Regions from separate parts of the Drosophila melanogaster genome. Here region 2 is linked to region 1. The links are chromatin contacts, called in public HiChIP or PLAC-seq maps. All regions are on one chromosome and are shown on one strand. Each heading gives the region's core, a stretch centred on a gene start, on an enhancer-like site or on the middle of the called end of the contact. The rest is flanking DNA. Distances are from core to core; before and after follow the strand shown.

Evidence for each region. HiChIP or PLAC-seq counts read pairs in DNA pulled down with a chosen protein or histone mark.
Region 2: a Psq HiChIP or PLAC-seq map of the Kc167 cell line shows a contact between it and region 1, with 4 times the contacts expected there. The contact joins two enhancer-like sites. A contact is called at or near these places in 15 of 107 Hi-C or Micro-C datasets (the S2 cell line, cellular blastoderm embryo, embryo and 7 more) and 2 of 6 datasets of contacts at active chromatin or transcription factors (both in the Kc167 cell line).

The regions. Positions count from the first base shown.
Region 1 is chr3R:31,847,867-31,850,814 of dm6, forward strand. It overlaps a transcript of heph not described here. Among named protein-coding and RNA genes, the nearest start is that of RhoGAP100F, 37 kb to the left of the region's middle. Within about 2 kb of position 1,520, at least 4 of the 39 cell types and tissues checked have an H3K27ac peak or open chromatin away from gene starts, as enhancers often do. A contact at or near this core is called in the Kc167 cell line, the S2 cell line and gastrula embryo, where this site is marked.
Region 2 is chr3R:31,927,124-31,930,071 of dm6, forward strand. All of the region lies in intron 4 of heph (hephaestus), which reads right to left. Among named protein-coding and RNA genes, the nearest start is that of CG2003, 50 kb to the right of the region's middle. Within about 2 kb of position 1,463, at least 30 of the 39 cell types and tissues checked have an H3K27ac peak or open chromatin away from gene starts, as enhancers often do. A contact at or near this core is called in the Kc167 cell line, the S2 cell line and gastrula embryo, where this site is marked.

The DNA.
Region 1 (2,948 bases), core at 270-2,769:
ACTTGGCCCCTATACAATTTTTTCAGTAATGCCTGACCTATGAAAAACCGCATTAGTTATTACCAGGAATTAGACAGACCAAGAAAATCAAACCCTTAATAAAAGCAAGAAGGGAAAATTGCAATTGGTAAGAAAATCAAATTAAAATTGTACTTGATTTAAGTGTATCCGTATTAAATTCACTGATGCTAGTTTTCTTTGTTAGTTATGTTTTAAACGTTTACCTTTTTACTATAAAGTAGGAACTTCTGCCTGTTATGAACTTTTATGATTTACTAAGTGGTCTCAAAAATGCTGTGGAAAACAATTAGGGCAAAAGCATCATGTGAAGCACATACAGATTTAGCTAACTATAGGTAAAGGTAATGTATAGTATACTCGTTTTCTAAGTTGGTCTAATTTTACGAACCAAAAAAAAAAACCATAAACATACGTTTTTGATTCGTGTTATTTGAATTCGCCATAAACAACATATTATCTGCTTACAAAGGATATCTCAACTGAAGCTGAGCGACAAAAAGATAATTACTCTGTATAAAAAAACAACAAAGACAAACTGCTATTCTGTACAAATGAATATTAACATCTCTGCTTAATGTTGTATTATCGTCTGTCTCTTCTAATATTCCGAAAAATTTCCCTATGCTTCCATCTATGACTTCAGCGTATGCTTACTTCTTAAATAAATAATTTTTTTTTTTTACTTTTGCCGAACTAACAATTTGTAGCAAACACTGCTTCTATAATGCATCCCTTTTGTGTATTTGGACAATACTGAAAAATAACGGTCTCAAGTAAGGCGGAAATAACATAAATTAAGGGATCTACACAACAAAAGGTGGGGTCTAAATAAACTTTTCATGTGTCAAAAAATGCTGATATGTTTCTGTTCATGTCAAATATGTTGTGCATGTAGTTCCGTAACTCAAAACTGTTTCTCTCCCATCTTTACGTTGACTTGATTGTAGTTTGTGATTAGTTTTAACTCTGGTATTCCATGTTTAGTCAATCGGTATATCTCTAATAATGTGCTGCGTTCTCGTCGACACTAATGTATAGTTATACCTACAATTACATATAGTACAATACACATATATCTGTTTTCATTTAACTGTTAAAGTAGCACATAGATAAGCCTGCGTGTGTTATACCACACACACATGGCACACATGGCTCACAACATTCGAACATGTGCTCTCCTTGTATATATGTAACTTTCGATTAGTCTTCGCTTTTTGTTTCACTATGAATTACGGTAAAATTTCTTCTTGCAACTATTAATGTACAACATAAAACTGTTGGCTTTTCTAAGACCTCATCACTAATTATTCCGATTGAATTATGTTACTTCCTGCGATTAAGCCGTTCAAGATCACATTGGTTTCGACATTTTGACTTCGGCCAATGCAACTCGTTCTTATTTGATTCTGTTTGTTTAATCGGTTCTTCAATACGAGACTTCAGTTTAAGTGTAAATTAATTGTTAGTCGTTTCTCTACATGGTAAAGTAATACTTTTTGTGTACTGTTTGTCAATTAGCATTGCCTACTTTGCGCATCTGACTTCTCGCCTCCGACTTCGCAATTTGTTACTGTATCTGGATTGAATGTATATTTATGATAGTATTTGATTTATATTCTCTATTAAGTATATTAATTCGTATGCTGCTCGGTGTCGTGTTTACTATCAACATTTGCACGCAGTAGCGCCTTTGTATCTATATTATCGTTGGGCTAAATATTTGATTACTCTTTGAACGCTGCATACCAACGATCAGCAAGGACACCGATCTGATCCCCGTCCTTAACCTTTGCTGATTGTTTAGTAGAAGTGGTTGTTGTGAAAGGGTCCAACTGGAATCGTTAACGTATTCTGGGTAGCTTCGGCTCTATGCAGTTGTAGAAGTAAGTTCGCTAAATACTTTTATGAAATTTTGATTTGTCAAGAGTTCTCGTATGAAATTCTAGCAGTCGTGGGTCTGATATAGATTTATATCATTTCGCTTCATTTTGCTTAGATGCTCTAACAAAACGTGTAAATTGTTTATATATAAATATATTATAGATAGACATAGATCATATATAGGTAGGATAAATAGATTTAAGGTTAAGATTATTTGGAGAGCTAGTTGCAGTATGCACATGAAACGCTAGAGTTGGCTTTAAAATGTTCGCTAAGCGTTCTGTGTTATATGAAAAAGTAGGTAGTCATTGTCGACTTTTTCTAGTGAGCTGATTTAAACAAATTTTTTCTGACGTGATCCGCTTGCCCACTTCGGTCATATTTCTGTATTGCCTGCGCGTTTGTTTATAACTGTAAATATAGTGTTATAATAAATATTACATTTTACAATATTTTACTGTTGCTTTTCGTACACGTTTTCGTTTAGATATACTCATTTAATTTTTTCCGTTTTTGTTAATTTTGTATTGTAATTTAATTGTTTCCACTGTGTCTGTATTAATTTTAAATTACGATCACTTCTACTCATGCTTACGATCTAAATTCATATCATGTAAGTTACATTTAGTTGATTCTTTAACCATTTCTGTATTTTGCATTTTATTACTTCATCTCATTTCCTTTGTTCTTTGCTCCAACATACAAATAATTTCACTTTCTAAATATATATAAACTTCCATATTTGTTCGCTTCTGTGTGTGTTGTCCGTTGTGAGGTCCTTGTAAAATTATCAAAAAATCTTTCAGTTTTCTTGCTAAAACACGTATGTCTTTCGTTACCAGTACGTCTATGATAATATATTATTACCTTTTGTGTTTTGATACATACTTTAAGATTATACTTTTTAGCTTAAAATTGGTTTAATTTCCTGTTTCCTGTTTTTTGTAGTTCAATACATACATGTCGGTTTTGTATAATTTGCGCTAGTTTAACAACATTTACATATACATACACACAAAAGGTTTACGTACGCGTTGATTTAACTG
Region 2 (2,948 bases), core at 213-2,712, 79 kb after region 1:
TTTGGTAATGTAAAACGTAGCAAATTGAGTTCATTTCGCTGACGGACTCCTAGCAGAACTTATCATTAGTATCGCTTTTCAGCGCAGCCGTGCCGCATGCCGAATGAAACCATCTCTCAAATGGCACAGTAAACAGAAGCGGGATAGGAATAAGAATGGCAGAATGAGTACCGCGAAAGGAATAGGGATACGTGATCCTGGCGCACGTAAACATGTAATAATTACTTTGTTCTAGGTGTTTTCAACTCACTTTACTCCGCTAAAAGTTGCGGCGAAACTTTTCAAGCAGAACAAGTTGAGCGGACACTGCGAAAAAAGACTTCAGAGTTAAAGGAGCGTTTCGATTCCGAAGCTTTGATTAGAAAGTACTAGACTAGGTGTATATACGACCATGGTTTTGAAATAATGAAATCGTACATTGTATATATCCAAATAGCATTGTTTTTCTTCTCCCAGTGTATAAAGAAGGCGAGTCCTGGCCTGACCCTGTTAAGCGAGTATTAGTGGAAATTTAATATTGCAATTAATACAGCAACAAAGTGTGCATCGCATATTAATAAGTTAGTTTGTCGCTAGTTTGAGTGAGTGCCCGAGTTGGTCTCGGGCTTTGGCCTCTGCTCACATGCTCACATGCTCCTGCCAGACTCTTTAGTTTGGCAGTTTGCTAGTTTCCTGGTGTGCTAGTGAGCTCGTGTGCTCGGTGGATTAGTACACTGGAGGGCAAACATTTTGCGCTCGTAAAAGCCAAAGTTACAACCTCGCTAGTTGGCTTAGGGGGTTGAAGGGCCCGCTTGCTTTTAATGTTCTCCTCCGTCAGTCACTCATTCCGTCGCACACATTCAATATTCATATTCATATGCTCGTGGTCGCCGCATTTAAGCTTTTAATGATTTCCAAAAAGTTCGGTTCGAAATAAAGGGAAAGCTGGAAGCGCCATCGGTTGCTAAAACTTTCCTCCTAATGCGCTTAGCGGTGGACGTTTAACTGCAAACTTAATTCGGAGCTACACACATTTTTACTATTTTTTTAAGGATCTTTTCCCACGCGCCGCGTTGTTATTTAGAAGAAATTCTGGTATTTTTTATGGCTGCGAACGGGCGACAAAAACTATTTGTGCAAACAACAAAGAAAACTTGCGCTCACAAAAAGGAAAATCATCATCAGTTGCCGGAGGAGCGCGACCAGAAGCAGAAGCAGAAAGAGGAGCAGCGGCAGCAACTACAAAAGCGCAACAAAAGCAATTTAAATTTAGCCAGCGGCATAGCTGAGTGCTGAACAGTGCTAAGTTGTCCGAGCGAATAAATTTCATTTCATTGCCGAGCGCGAAACGTTTTAGTCATAACTTTTTAATTTGTTTGTCAGCGACAGGCGAATAGCAACGACAAGCCAAGGCACAGTGAAGCAGCGAAGAAATAAACCTGTTTCAACAAACATAGTTTACATTTTCCATAAAGTGCCTCACTTTACCCCTGCGACAGTCCACAATAATCTTAGCATATGTTGCGGACTCCCAGATTAGCGCAATCACAAGAGAACTCATCAGTAGAAATGAAATTTCGTCAGTACCAAAAAGTGTGCTACGAAAATCGATTGAGGGCCGGATAAATCATAACAATGCTTAGGCAATATATCCCGTCCCCCTCCAGGACCCACCCACCCCCTTGCCCACCGGTGAGTCGGCTCCAGCTTTTATCAATGCAAAAATTCTTGGTGTACATGTCTCTGGGGTTGATTTATCTATTTACTCGGCAGCCTCGTCATCAGGGATCCCAGAGATAGGACGGGCGGAAAACGGACTCCCTTTTCTAGCTGTCAATATTTAAAACGTTGTCCTGTTTCTGAGCACGCAGCTGCTGTCCCCTTCCCGCTATCCTACTGCTGTAACGCTGCGTGCTTAACAAGAGTTTATTGAATTTTATTTTCTCATCTCAATTTGATGCAAGCACGAAGCACTCCCTTTTCGGTCTGCCCTCACTTATTTTGGGCAACATATTGCCTGTCCCACTTCTTGACATAATTTTTTGGGGAAAAGAGAACTTTGTCTCCGGTGCATTTAAATTTCAAATTGTTTTCGTACCGGACGATCCCCAACAGAGGAAGATAATTGAAATTTTGTAGTTAAAAAATACTTTTTACGCAGCATAGTCGTAAATCGCTTATTACAACAAATGTTATGTATTTTAACGCACAGCGAAAACTTTTTTCCGGATCGGAGTCAAGTTTTTCGATTACGGATTAATGTAATTTTTTTTTTCATTTATTTATATACATATATATACTTTTTTTTAGCATGTTGACCCCTCCCAGAGCTCATCTAGTTTGTTTGACTTGTCGGCCCGGCTTGAAAGTTTGATGAATTTTTAAATTTAAAAAGTTTATTTGTGCGTTCGTAAGTTTGCCGAGGGCCGCCAGTTCTGCGGATTATTAATAGAAGTGCAGGCTGACTGACTTCAACACTTCAAAGCGAGTTAGTTGATGAGGTCGTGCCACTTTCGAGCGCTTTTCCCACGAACTTGCCGCCGCCCAGCTTGTTTATTCAAATCCCCAAGCACACTTCCTAATTTCAACCATTTTCTATTAGCCCTCGCTGCAGAATCTTTCATGTTTCATTGTCAATATCTTTATTTATCGTGCGGTTTGCAGGATTTTTTCGCGGTCTTTATTACCACCTTGGGGTTGTTTTCGTGTGCCTTGGTTTCCAAGCTGTTTGCTCAGTCAGTTATCTGCCTTTATCTCCAGCGACAAAAATATTTGCAACATTGGGCCGTAGGTGGAATAAGAGTGAAAACACTTTTATGAGCCATATAAATAAATATAAATAAATTAAAATACAACTGTATTTCGTTATTGCGATAATTACTAAAAACAAAACAGCGAAATTTGTTGCCGCATAACAATAATAATCACACACAGCCAATCCAAAGGGGATCGATGCGAAAAATATTTAA